Regions from separate parts of the Hordeum vulgare genome. Here region 2 is linked to region 1. Evidence: chromatin contacts called from public Hi-C data. All regions are on one chromosome and are shown on one strand. The core of a region is the stretch at or near the end of the contact, and the rest is flanking DNA. Distances in the headings are between cores, read along the strand shown.

Evidence for each region. A called contact is a pair of places that touch in the nucleus more often than the background predicts.
Region 2: a Hi-C map of leaf shows a contact between it and region 1, with 2.3 times the contacts expected there. The contact joins the promoter of LOC123409866 here to the enhancer-like site in region 1. A contact is called at or near these places in 2 of 6 Hi-C or Micro-C datasets (leaf and seedling).

Annotation. Positions count from the first base shown.
Region 1 is chr7H:408,899,212-408,906,758 of MorexV3_pseudomolecules_assembly, forward strand. No RefSeq gene overlaps it. Among protein-coding and RNA genes, the nearest start is that of LOC123408702, 300 kb to the left of the region's middle. Within about 2 kb of position 2,515, at least 1 of the 3 cell types and tissues checked has open chromatin away from gene starts, as enhancers often do. A contact at or near this core is called in leaf, where this site is marked.
Region 2 is chr7H:409,451,293-409,458,839 of MorexV3_pseudomolecules_assembly, forward strand. It overlaps LOC123409866 (protein LOL4-like), which reads left to right and starts at 3,470. Exons shown (of 5, transcript XM_045102735.1): 1 at 3,470-3,623; 2 at 3,974-4,129; 3 at 4,284-4,417; 4 at 4,989-5,057; 5 at 5,170-5,516. The coding sequence starts at 3,976. The coding sequence ends at 5,211.

The DNA.
Region 1 (7,547 bases), core at 1,265-3,764:
CGGCGACCAACTCCTGCGCTGCCCGAACGACGGCTCAAACCCAACCATGCATGTGCCCTCCATCCACTCCGCCGTGCCGGGCAACACCACCGGGGAGCTTCCCCTTCCCTTTGTCGCGAGGTAAGGGATGACAGGTGGGTCCAACCTGTCATTCCCTCGCATGTGCCCCTCTCACTGACTGACCTGGCCCATTGACCAGGTTTAAAACAACCGCGCACCGCGCATACCCCTTTGTCCCTAGGTCGGTTCCTCTCTAGACCGGCTCGGCTGCGTGAGTTTTGGCCGATGAGAACATTACCATTTTTCCTTTTCCTTTTGAGTAAAATTGCAAAAATTCCAAAAAATAATATTAATCCAAATGCAATGATTCCAACTCCTATGATTTTCTTAAATTTCAATTTGTTTAATGGTGCAACTTTCATATTTTCCACGACACTTTTCTGTTCTCTTCAAATTAGATTTCAAATTTGAGCTACTAGGGGGGCACTTTGCAAAATTCTTAGAGCACCCATTTCAACTTCAAGTGGAGTGATTCCAATTTCTAGATACTCTAAAAATCTTTCCCTATTTATTTAGCCATGGTTAACATTTTTACCATGCATTGGTTCTGTTGGATCAAATAAGTAGCTCCTTTTCCCATTTAATTCATCTTAATAAAGTCATAGGAAATTCCTCACAACTCCAAATCGAGTGAAACAACTTCCTAAATTCCTCTAAAATTATGCCCTATTTAATAGGTGCATTCACCCATTTTTATAAAGATGTTTTCTGTAATTTACCTACTTAGTGTTATATCATGCATTGTTATATACCTTTTTTCAAACATGGGTTGCTTGGGAGTACATTAAAAGTACTCATTGGCTTTTCATTGATTATTTTATTGGCCACGCATGAAATCACATGATATTATGAAGAGTACCTTGGCGACGTACGTGCGAGTTAGGACGCCTCCCAGTCGGAATGCCTCTAGGATTAAGGCTGATGGCATGGGTCCACACTATCCTTGAAGATTTTCGTTGCAAATATATGACGACTTGACCATAAATGCCATATTTGAGTAAAATGATACATAATTGATGTAAGACACTTGTTATTTAATTTCTATATGTTCAGTGAGCATTAATCTTTGAGATCACTGTGCACGTGCAATCTTTGACTTTGACTTATGAGTCGGGATCCACATAGAACCCCACCACTCTGATGAAAGCCTGCCCGGTAAGCCCAAATAACCGGACAAGCACGAAGAGGCCCGGACAGGGCAACATAATAGCGAAGTGGACGAAAAGATACCTGAAACGCATGAAGTGGCACACACGGGCTGAGGGCAATGACCGACAAACGAGGTGGGCCCGAACGCACCCTCGGACCATGCGTCATTGACCCTTGAAAAAAAGGGCGTAGCATGGGACCTCCGACTCGATCGGATGCCTTTGAGCACGTGAGGCATCCATCAACACAAGCCGCACGAGGACGAGACAGCACGGAGGCCCCGAGGCCCTAAGGAGGGAGTTACTCCAAAATCCTTAAATAAGATTAGCAAAAGAGCCCGTGCGTTGCAACGGAAAAGAAAATAACATACGCTTTGAACGTAATATATTGTTACATGGCATCACATTTATGTTGCCAACGATGGCCTTAGTGCTCACACAACGAAAACGCGTTTGAATGTACAATCACTTGGAATAAGATGAGAAATATGTTGTTTCTCCCTCCACGAAGTTTTCCAAAGGTGTGAATGTGTGGTTAACGATGGTTTTCTTTCCTCTCAATTTGGTTTTAATTTAATAGATGTTTATTGCAATTCGTATCGTCGCCGAAAAGAGAGAAAAAAGGATTGTGCACTATAGATTAAGTTTGCATCAAAAATAATATTTAAGAAGTACTCAATAGCTAAAAATAACATCCTATTTAGATTCTACATATTTTTTAATCAAATTTCATATATAACATGTTAAAATCGAAGTTACGGTTTAAAAGATATGGATAATTTTGTTTTAGATAAAATGTGGATTGATTAACTTAAAAGTCAAGTTTTTTTTTTGTTAAAACGATTTTTTTCTGCTGACTTAAATACGGAGGGCGAGTTAATTACGTGAAACGTTAGGGGGTTTTCTGAAAAAGCAAAAAACGATTTGTTTTCTGACATAAATCCGGACTGCGGGTTGATTACCTGAAACGTCAGGGGGTTTTCTGAAAAATGCAAAAAAGATTCATTTTCTGACTTAAAACAGGACTGCGGGTTGATTTCAGCAAACATCAGGGACTTTTCTGCAAAATATCTACGACGGACGACAGAAACCTTCGATGCTTTATTATTAGGGAGAGATTTGTCTCTCTTGAGGAAAAAAAACATGATGATGATGGCGGCAAGTGTGAACAATTAAATAAAGCACATCTGCCACAAAAATCAACATACGTCACAAAAAAAGGAAGAAAGAAGGCAAGTTTCTGAACTCACGACCTAACACATCCAAAATTATCGATGGAGATGCTCCTGTTCATTAGATATGCATCTTTCGACCCATCTCTATCATTGAAGAATAATCTGAATGTACGCCATACCATATATATGAGGATAAGTTTTGACCGATTTGTTGGTTCCGTCCATCTTTGTGAGTAACCATGGACTGACCTTGAATTCGACACACACCTATAGGTCCATGTGCTAAGATGATTAGACTTGCGCCTGCGTGTACATGCTACGGATACTCAATCTCAAACACCAGACATATTTATTTATTTTTCAATTAGAAAGAGCAGAAGGACACGCACTTTCCACTTCCCTACATCAATCTAGAAGGAAATTGAAGTGGACTGCATTCAAATTTTTCTCTGTTGGCTGTACGAATCAAAATTTTACCATGTTGGCCGCTTGTTCTCAAACATTTAACAGTGGAGATGAGTAAGCATGTTAATTCACGTTCAGTCCGCTCATTAATTGGTTGTGATTAGTAAAACATCTCATTGCATATCGGCCAGTTACTTGATATTTTATTCTGACACAAAGGATTCCCTGTCTCCATTTTATGAATAAAAGGGACAATTAATAGAGCTACCAATCGACCAAACGTATAGGAGTATAACCGTTTTGCACTTTCTTTCTACAAGATGATATGGCGAATATTTGGTTTGAATGTAAAGCGAGCCTTGCCACGTAATAGGCCTCATCCCCTCTCCTTTCCACCGCAGTTTTATTTACTAGTAGTAGCTCCAAGGGATCCCTCTTTCTTCCTTTCTACAACTAGTAGCTTGCTCATTACGTGACCTCTCGTTTTTATATACTCCACACTGATCGAATAATTTGAAAGGAGATATTGATCGAATATTATTGATCCATCGAACGTTACGTGGAAATGGAAAGCGTAACATGAGTCGACACGATTCCGTCGGTCTTTACCTCGCTGATGATTAGATTAAATAGTAAGCACCTGATCACTCATTTCGTGTGTCGAATTGTGATAAGCGGACGCATGCCGGCCACGGGACATTATGTAAAGTTAATTTTTAAAACACGTGACAAACACATGCGTTCACAATATACACACACTTGTCCTATGTATACACGTAAAGAAACCAACTTTATGAACACCTAAAAAAACTGAACCGACGTACTTTTATGATTGAAAAAATCGTCACGAACTTTTTATAGCTAACGGCACATTATATCATTGAAACAATATCGCCCGAAGACTCACACTTTTAGAAATCAGGGCTTTGGTCGAGGTTTGAAATCCAATTAATCGTGGTTCACTCACGAACCGGGACCCAAGCCAGGGCGTCGGCCGGGCCTCGTGGGCCATTGGTCCCAGTTCGTCTGACTCATTTAATCACGGTTCCAGACACGAACCGGGACCAATGGGCCTCGCTCCTGGCCCACAACCATTGGTCCCGGTTTGTGGCTGGAACCGGGACCAAATGGTGTCCTTTAGTCTCGGTTCCAGCCACAAACCGGGATCAATGATTGACCTATATATACCCCCTGCCCGCGAGCAGAGCAGTACACTGCTCTGTTTTTTTGGCCGATCGTGGGAGAGCTTTGTGGTGCTCTAGCTCACCTCCTATGCATATGAGGTGTTCGATGAAATGTCCGAGCCACACTTAAGCTTTCTCTTCTCGAAGCTCCTTGTCGAAGCTCCATTTTTTCCTCAAGATTTGTCTAGGTTTGACGGTCCGTTCTGTCCCGTCCCTGTCCTCACCGCTGTCGATCGCCCGCGCCCATCTCGGCGCCGGCACCACCGTGGTTAGCCTCTTCTTCTTATCTTCTTTCGAAAAGAAAAAAGTTCTTACTTGTATGATTTAGAAAGACACTGGTGTAATTTTCTTACTTTTATTATTGTTTGTTATTATATAGTGCGATGGTTTTGGTATCCGCCTCCGTTGGTCCTTGTCCTGTCTATGATTCAGATGTGGTATATATTATGTATTGTAACTATTTGTTTTATTTAGTGGTTATGACAATTATGCCGACCAATGCGACAAAGATTTTTTAATCAAGGAGGTATGTGAACCGGAAATTCTAACCGACATAGAAATTATTGTCGAGAAGTTAAATTTGGTTAAAAAAGAAAACAATTACTTGAAAGAAAAATTACAAAGAGTTGAAGAGGGGAAGATGAAATTGGAGTTGAATGTTGCTGATGTCGTCGACGATCACAATATCAAGATGGATGCAATGTGCTTGAAGATTAGAAAGATTAGAAAATATGCTATTCATATTGAGGCTTGGTATCATTATGTCGTTGGATCAATTGGTACCTTAGTTGCAGTTATGATCACATTTGTTGTTGCATTTAAATTTTATAGTTTCAATGTATGTTTTAATTAGATGCTCTAGAGAGCTATATGTTGTTCAATAATGAGAACTATTTATGAACGTTATGTATTTATTTTGGTCACTACTATACTTTGGCTTTAATGCGATGATGAATTTCTATTAATTTGGCCACTTCTCTATTCATGATATGTTGTAATGGTTTTTAATACTCTTTATTATATAACGCACGCAGATGAACCGACAATGGATGTACGGTGACCGACGCACCTCCGAGTATATTAAGGGCCTGCATAATTTTCTCAAAGCGGCTGAGGCAAACAAGCAAAATTGTTTTATGCATTGTCCATGTACTGTGTGTGGGAATACGAAGGCTTTCTCCAACTCTAAAACCCTTCACTTCCACCTGCTTGAGAAGGGTTTTATGCCACACTATAATGTTTGGACCAAGCACATAGAAAGAGGAGTTATGATGGAAGACAAAGAAGAAGACGAGGATGATGACAACTACCCGCCCCCTGAATACGGTGATGGTGCAATGGGGAAGCTGAAGATCAAGAGGAGTCAGACGATGTGCCTGATGATGATCTTTGCCGGGTCATTGTTGATGCACAGAGATACTGCGAAAGTGAAAGGGAGAAGTTGAAGTTCGATCGCATGTTAGAGGATCACAAAAAAGGGTTGTACCCAAATTGCGAAGATGACAACAGAAAGCTCGGTACCACACTAGAATTGCTGCAATGGAAGGCAGACAATGGTGTATCTGACAAGGGATTTAGTTCTATACTGAAAATAATGAAGAAGAAGCTTCCAAAGGATAATGAATTTCCCGACAGTACGTACGAATCAAAGAAGGTTCTATTCCCTCTAGGATTGGATGTGCACAAGATACATGCATGCCCTCTTGACTACATCCTCTACCGCGGTGCGTATCAGGATTTGAACGCATGCGCGGTATGTGGTGCATTGCAGTATAAGATCAGAAGAGATAACCCTGGTGATGTTGAGGGCCAGCGCACCGGGAAGAGAGTTCCTGCCAAGGTGATGTGGTATGCTCCTATAATACCATGGTTGAAACTTCTGTTCAGAAACAAAAAGCATGCCGAGTTGATGCAATGGCACATAAAAGACCGTAAGAAAGACGGGAAGTTGAGAGCACCCGCTGACGGGTCATAGTGGAGAAAAATCGAGACAAAGTGGAGCAACTTTACAGGTGACCCAAGGAATGTATGGTTTGGTTTAAGTGCACATGGTGTTAATCCTTTCGGGGAGCAGAGCAGCAAGCATAGCACACGACCTGTGACTCTATGTATGTATAACCTTACTCCTTGGTTGTGCATGAAGTGGAAGTTCATTATGATGCCAGTGCTCATCCAAGACCCTGAGCAACCCGGCAATGACATTGATGTGTACCTAAGGCCATTAGTTGATGATTTTTTATAGTTATGGAATGGAAGAGGTGTACGTGTGTGGGATGAGAACGAACGGGAGGAATTTGTCCTACATGCGTTGCTGTTTGTAATCATCAACGATTGGCCTGCTCTCAATAACCTTTCAGGATAGACAATCAAGGTATACCACGCATGCACACACTGTTTACATGACACCGACAGTATATATTTGGACAAATGCAGAAATAATGTGTACTTGGGGCATCATCAATTTCTTCCGACCAACCATCAATGTCGAAAGAAAGGAAAGCATTTCAAAGGTGAGGCAGATTACCGGAAGAAACCCGCCCTCCGTACTGGTGATCACATACTTGATATGGTCAATGATTTCCAAGTAATCTTTGGAAAGGGTCCCGTCGGACTATCAGTTCCAGCTGACGATGCAGGACGCGCACCCATGTGGAAGAAGAAATCTATATTTTGGGACCTACCCTATTGGAAAGACCTAGAGGTCCGCTCTGCAATCGACGTGATGCATGTGATGAAGAATCTTTGCATGAACATGCTAGGCTTCTTGGGAGTGTATGGGAAGACAAAAGATTCATCGAAGGCACGAGAGGAACATCAACGTGTGCATGAAAAAGACGACATGCATCCAAAGTAGTATGAAGGTCCTGCCAGCTATGCTCTTACCAAAGAAGAGAAGGAAATATTCTTTGAATGCCTCCTTGGTATGAAGGTCCCGTCCGGCTTTTCGTCGAATATAAAGGGAATAATAAATATGGCAGAGAAAAAGTTCCAGAAACTAAAGTCTCATGACTACCATGTGATTATGATGCAACTGTTTCCGGTTGCATTGAGGGGGCTTCTACCGAACAATGTTTGATTATCCATTGTGAAGTTATGTGCATTCCTCAATGCAATCTCTCAAAAGGTGATCGATCCAGAAATCCTGCCGAGGTTAAGGAGTGATTTGGTGCAATGTCTTGTAAGTTTCGAGCTTGTGTTCCCACCATCCTTCTTCAATATCATGACGCACGTCCTAGTTCATCTAGTCGACGAGATAGTCGTTCTGGGCCCTGTATTTCTACACAATATGTTCCCCTTTGAGAAGTTCATGGGAGTCTTATAGAATTATGTTCGTAACCGCGCTAGGCCCGAAGGAAGCATCTCCATTTGCCATCAAACACAGGATGTCATTGGATTTTGTGTTGACTTCATTCCTGACCTTAAGAAGATTGGTCTCCCTCAATCGCGGTATGAGGGGAGACTGACTGGAAAAGGCACGCTACGAGCGGACTCAATAATATGTATGGACGGGCATTATTGCTCTCAAGCACACTACATAGTTCTACTTTGGTAACCCCGTATGTCGATGAACACAA
Region 2 (7,547 bases), core at 2,220-4,719, 550 kb after region 1:
ACATTACAAGCCAGAGGCCCAGAGTTGGACGCATATATACTTTGATAAGAGAAAAAACTTTTATGAAAATTAGTCAACCAAGGAAAAAAAATGCTTCGCGACTCCATGTCGCTCGCCTTGGATGACTTGGGCGACAATAAACCACAACCTCAGCAGCGTCTTCCTTCCCTTCTCCACGCTTCTTTTCGCCGCCTGAGTGAGCCAGGGATAAGGAGACCTTTATATATTGCTCGCAAATTGGGAGGGTGTGTGTGTCATACTTGTCGTCAATGCAATGCGGATGTTAATCCTACCTGTGGCGTGCGCCATCATGTCGTGTGTGTTTTTATTAAGTTTGAATTGCTTACCACAAGTGTCATGTGATTCGCTCGTGGTGTTGTGACTCCTGCACCATGCCTAGAGATGCAAAAATTCTTCCAAACATGTCTTTTTCATGGGTGCAAGATGCACGTACAACACAACTGAAAACCACCTATGCGAGTGCTAACTACTAACTAACAACAGAAGGAGTAACAATAACAGATTCAACTGGAAAGTTAGTTTAGAGCATCTTCAATAGATGATGTACTTTACATCGTCAAATTATAATTTAAATAAAACACACACCACTTGAAAGTGCATTTTTACATCATTAATAATCTTCAACGCCAATAGATGATGTAAAATAGGAAGTGCTTCAATAGGTGATGTAAAATGTATCAGCCTCACGGCAATTGCTCCGCAACAATTTTGTTGTCTCGGGCAATACCGACGAGAAAGATAGTGCACACGAATGAGCAGTTGTCGGCAGGGCGGGGCCAGGCTGGCACTAGGCCCCGGGCCTGCCTGATTGCTGTTGTGATATACAATATCCAACGGTGCCAAAAGCACTACAGTCAACAAAGGATACCCAGGCCATGAACCGGGCCCAACCTCTCAGGCCAGGGGTGTAGCTCCCACACTGTCTGCCAGCGACACCGGTGATGAATCCACCTCGGCAGCCTTTGCCTTCTTCTCTCGGGACGAAGTCGCGACGGCCGCATGATCCGTCACCTTGTTGTTTGCTCATGGCTACCATCTTCCCTCCAAGCTTCCAGTCGGGTAGCTACAACAGGATGAGGGGCTGCAAATCCGACAAGCAATTTGGGTGATTCATTGTGGCGATGGCGATGGGACTAGCGGCAGACGCGGAGGCGGCCATCGATCACCCTGGTGTTGGCAGCCACGGGGTCGGAGGAGGCGTCCATGGGACGACGACGACGGTAGGAGGGGGGATGTGGTCAGACGCGGCATGGGAATGTCCCGCCGACAGTTCGGATGCGCACATCACTCCTTAGGTTTTACAGGAGATTTACTCGAGAGGCAGAAATGATGCAAATTTACATCACCAAGTGTCCTATTTTACATGCAAACAAACATCTAGTTGGACGGTTAGTGGGACAGTGGTATCCCTAGCCCACTAGGGTTCAACTCTTCGTGCTTGCATTATTCCTGTATTTATTTCAGTATTTTCGGTGATAAGTTTTCAGTGGGAGGAGACGTTTCTAGCGTCTACGGTGACTTCGTAAATCTCAAGATGATATGTCAGCTCACTCTCTCGGAGGCGCTTATAGGGGTAGGGTGTGCGTGTGTATGTACATAGGGGTGAGTGTATGCGCGTGTTTATAAACGCTTGCATATGTACTGTGTCAAAAAAAGTCATATTTTACATCTAGAGCAAATCCCAAGTAAAAATGGTTTTGCTAAATCATATCTAGAAGTGACATAAGTATTGCAGATCTAAATCCTATATCATTAATCTTACATGAAGATTCGCGTGAATATATGTTTTTATGCTTCATTTAATTATTTAGATATGCAATAACTATTTCACGTTTAGATGTGTCTTGTACACACACAAAATATATAATTGTATCGTAGGCGCGTCCAAGCGGAACTCAAACACAACGGACTCGATTGAAGACCAGGCTAGCACTAGATCCCAGGCTTGCTTGGTTGCTATAGTGATATAGAGTGTCCAACGGTGCCAAAAGCACTATAGTCAACGAAGGATACCCACGCCATGAGTTGCCCCCCCGGCCTGGGGTGTAGCTCCGCTACTGGCGTCGGCGACACCGGTGACAAATCCGCCGCAACCATCTTCGCCTTCTTCTCTCGGGACAAAGCCGCAACGGCCGCTTTGAGCCGTCACCTCGTTGTTTGCTCATGGCTACCATCTTCCTTCCTAGCTTCCAGACGGATAGCTACAACAAGATGAGGGGCTGCAAATCCGGCACGCAATTTGGGTGATGCATCGTGGCGACGACGGCGAGACTAGCGGCAGACATGGACGCAGCCATCGCCCAAGCGGTGTTGGCGGCCGCGGGATCAGAGGAGGCGTCCATGGGACGACGACGGCGGTAGGAGGGGGATGTGGTCAGACGCGTCACGGAAATGATTCGCTCGACAGTTTGGATGCGCACGTGACTCCTCAGGTTTTACAGGAGATTTACTCGAGAGGCAGAAATGATGCAAATTTAAATCACCAAGTGTCCAATTTTACATGCAAACAAACATATGGTTGATGGTTAGAGGGAGAGTGGTATCTCTAGCCCACCAGGGTTCAAATCTTGGTGCTTGCATTAGTTCTACATTTATTTCAGGATTTTCAGCGATAAGCTTTTAGTGGGAGGAGACGTTTCCGGCGCCTACGGTGACTTCGTAAATTTCAAGATGATATGCCGGCTCATTCTTTCGGAGGTGCTCATAGGGATAAGGTGTCCATGTGTGTGTATATAAGGGTAAGTGTATGCGCGTGTATATCAACGCTTGCGTGTGTACTGTGTCAAAAAAAAATCATATTTGACATCTAGAACAAATCTTAAGTACAAAAGAAGATTTTGGTAAATCATATCTAGAGATGACATAAGTATTGTACATCTCGGTCCTATATCATTAATCTTAGATGAAGATTCGTGTGAATATTTTTTATGTTTTATTTAGTCATTTAGATGTGTAATAACTAACGTTTAGATGTGTCCTAGACACATAAAAAATTATAACTGTTTCGTAGGCGCGTCGAAGCGGAACTCAAACGCAGCGGAATCGATTGAAGACCTGGATGGAGCATGGAGCATCGAATCAAACTGATTAATGATAATATAAGCTAAAGGAAACGGAAAGAAAGGAAAACAAGGTAGAGCTAGACGCCGGCGGGAGGGAGGGAGGAATGCACGAATGAATTATTGGCGCGTCGCGTAGGAGTGAGAAAGGAAAGATTCGACGAGATAGGGAGAGAAACGAACCAAAGCAATCTCTCCCTCTCTCGAAGGATGGAATTGAAGGAGGGGCAGAGACAGCAATTCGGCCATATCCGAAAGGCATCCATCCCTTCCACCATCGTCGCCGACCCGGCCCGGCGGTTTCTCGGATTCCGCGAATATATCCTAGCCAGCAAATCCATCACCCCGCCATCCCTCGCCCATAAATTGCACGCCCCGGAGACGTTTCTTGCCACCGTGGAGTTCGCTCAGCTCTCTCTCTCTCTCTCTCTCTCTCTCTCTCATCTCCTTCCTACGTACTTCTTCCACCTCTCCCTCTCTCCGACGCGCCTCTCTCGCGCCCTTCGGAGATCAGTGCAAGCCGCTTGTTGGGTTCTTTGCTTGGTATGTCTCAATGCTGTCAATCCTCCTAGATCGATATGATGCAGGCATGCATGTAGGTGTAGCTAGCTACCATGAAAAACAATATACTTCTCTCTGCAATTTATCTAGCCTTTTGCGGCTCTTTTCTTGATGCATGCATGCATGTATGCATAGTTGCACTGATTGAGCATGCATTGCATATTTACATGGCTACATAGAGTATATATAGTAATAGTACTATGTAGGTTAGGTAGAATCGATGCGTTCGTGTGTGCGCGCGTGTGAGCGTGTGTTTCGCATTCTTATCTTAATTGGTAACGAAATTGACGCGATCGAGCTGCAACGTTAACAACGACGGATGTAATCTGCAGGCATGCCTAGGTGCACCTCGTCGGTCAACCACCAAACGGAGACAGCGACCATGTCGGAGCTCATCTGCAACGGCTGCTTCAGCCTGGTGCTCTACAACCGCGGCGCCGCCAACGTACGCTGCTCCCGGTGCAACATGCTCAACTCCACAAGATCAGGTACTGCTTAATCATTTCTGCAACTCACTCGCACTCACACCAGTCATGTACTCATGTTGCTGTGCTGCAACTGAGCTGCATTCCTCACCTAGCAAATTAAGCTGCTTGTTGCATTGAACTGAACTGACATTGGTCTTCGCATATGGATTGGCAGCGAGCCAGTACGCCCACCTGAAGTGCGGCGGCTGCCGGACGACGCTCATGTACCCGCCGGGGGCCTCCACCGTGGGGTGCGCCACGTGCCATCACGTCAACCCCGTCAGAGCCCAGGGCTCCTCGGCTCCTCCGGTAAGCGCCCGCCTTCTTGCCTAAATCTTTACCATGCCTCCGGTAATCGACGATCTGATCTTTGAAAACTAACTTCTCTTAGAGGCTATATCTATGCATGTCTAGAATGCCATGTGGTATTTTCGAATGCAACGTTGTAGCTAGTAGTCGGCACGGTTTCCCGCACAAAGAATCAGTTTACGGAGAGAGATATTTATGTGGTCCAAAGCTACATGGGGCCAAGCATTGTGCGACGATCACCCTCTCGTGTCTCATCAATATTTCTTGAAAAGATCACCACTATGGTAGGTTCAGGTTGCTCCATGGCTTCGTCATGGAATCAGTTCTCACTTCTCAGATAGGCAAGTACCTGAGAATAATATAGATGATTAGCTACGTACGTACCACAGACTAGCATTCAAATTTTCTGGACCATTCGTGTTATCAAATTCTCTGAAAATTACATGCGTACTGGTGGTCCATTGGAATCGATCATCTGCCAAACAGTCTGAATCTTATTGTCAAAGGTTGATGGCGGCGCCGGCCGGCTTTATTCTCTAGCTCAGCTTTGTTTTGTTCGTGCAACTTGCAGGATGCCCATGCCCGGCCTCAGACAGTTCTCGTGGAGAATCCCAGGACAATGAACGACAAGGGCAAACTGGTAACCACCCTCATCTCTAGCTAACACTCTACCAAAACCATCTATTTTCATCGCTAGTTATGGTAAACAAAATACCTGTGTAATTTACTGAATTTGTCTGCGTCTGATTCAGGTGAGCAATGTGGCGGTTGGTGTCACCTCATGGAAAAGATGACCAAGAAGGAATTCTTGGTTTTATTCCTAAGGGTCTGATTAATGATGCGTGCCCTTGGTGAATCTGTATCATCGTTTTCGTCGTCAGATAAATGTTAAAATCAAGTGTGTTTTTAAGCTTGATATAAACAAGAGAAACGGTAGGAAAAGAGGCAAGGAAAGAGAAGGAGAAAAAGGAAAAAAAAATGGATCTCTGAAATGTGCCATGTTTGTGCTTCTTTCTGAAAATGTAAATATGCTGGCTATGTGCTAGCCTATGATGTGCTCTTAAGAAAAAGGAATGCAAAAAAGCATTATGTCCTGGAATTTTCTCTCTCTCTGTCTCTCTCCTTTTTGTGTTATCCTTTTCGGAAATTTATTTTCGGCCGGCTTACCGATTGACATGCTGAGTCGACTTTGCACTTGGGGCTCTGATTCTTCAGTTGAACCCTGAAACTACTGTGCAGCAAAAAGATGATGACGGAATAATGGATGCCTGCTTCTTTTTGACGGTTCACAGGAAGAAGAGCCAGATGTGTTTATCTTTCCAGCGCCGGCAGTTCAGGTTTTGAACGTTCAAGATAGCCCATGCATAACACTAGGGCTAGGCTTCTACAGTTACAGTACAAACCCTAGTTTTTTTCTTGGGAAATTCTATCTAGAAGCGCCGCACCGTGGACATCTGGTGCGGCGGATTGTGTGTTCTCTTGCATGCATGCATATAATGATGTCATCAGATTCGTTCTAAATGATCAAAATTCAAAAACTTTTATCTCTTAAACCGTTAATTCGATCGATGATCCGTTTTCACCGTTGACTTTGTTTCGACGAAATCTTCAAAACTAGATCCCATGTCGACATGTTTCGACAACTTATTTTTGCTCATAATTAGCACATTTGTTGCACTTACTTGTCATATTAGTAAGTACTTACTTGTCTGATAAAAAATAGCTTAATCGCCAATCTTTTGAAAATTACGTGTAAATATGACATCTTGACGTAATCAAAATGGCAAGCACAAACAACTTTTTTAAGTGATTACACGCAAAAATATGACAACTCAATATATTTAAAACCGATGACCACAAAAAAATCTTTTTTGGTCATCGTTTGTAAATATGACAACTCGGCATAGTTAAACTAGCATCTTGACAATTAAGTTTTTATAAAATTGACAACTATGCAATTTTAAACTACTACTAGTAGTACTAGTACTAACCAGATGCATTTAGCTGGTGAATAAGGTCTGCCAAGACATGTTTTGTGTGAGAAACTTTTTCTACCGATTTTCTGTGTGACGCTTTGTATGCAATGCATATTTTTTTGATGTCATCTGCATATCCTTCTAGCCCACGTTGCTGTATGCTGCAATATGGATACATGCGGCACATGATTCACATCCAGAAAAAAATGGCAATTAAGTTATTTTCTTTTGAACAAGTAAGTGGCTAATAATACGACAAGTAAGTCTAAAAACGTGGCAATTATGGACGGAGAAATAAAGTTCTCGAAACATGTCGACATGTGGCCTAGTTTTGAAGATCTCGTCGCGACAAAGCCAATGATGAAAACGGATTGTCAATTAGATTAACGGTTTTAGAGATAAAACTTTTTAAATTTCAAGTCAATAAAGAGAATCTTGATGACGTCGTTGCATTGCATGCATGCATGGTAGAAAGATGGAATTAACCGCCCCATAAAAAGACTAGCATGCGGCTCCGCTGTGTAATTAAGTCCTTTTTTCTTTGAAGGATGGTACAAACCCTAGTGAATCAGGCCAGTCAAAGCATAAGCTGATTTATTATTTGAAGAACGTCAAAACATAAGCTAATAAGCATGCAGAAGATGGCCCATCCAGAGCCCGTCCCAGCCCAAGGCCTAGAAAAGAAACCACGATTATTTTATATAATAGCCCAGCTGTATATATTTAGTTTCTAACGCTTTCGGAACCTGTAACCCGGCCGTCTTGGCCTTGTCTTATTGAAATGAAATCAGCACTGGTTGTTTTTCGTCATCCAGAATGCAAAATAAGTTATTTTTTATCCAAGTAATCTTACGATCGTTTCATAAATAAATTACATTTGGAATAATAATAGTTATATTAATATTGATTCATTACATAAAATTTGATTTATAAAATTAAAAGTATAGGTCATAAGATTAGAAAAATCGCATTTCATGTATATTTTACATTATGTTTTTATGTTTGTAATTTTACGTGACATAAAATATTTTTTATGGTGACTATATATTTTCTTACGGTCCCTATTTACGTATGAAATAAGAAAAAATAAAAACATAAAATTACGTTGCATTGATGTGAGAATAGAGGGGGTGAAAATAGTTATTCTTCACCCA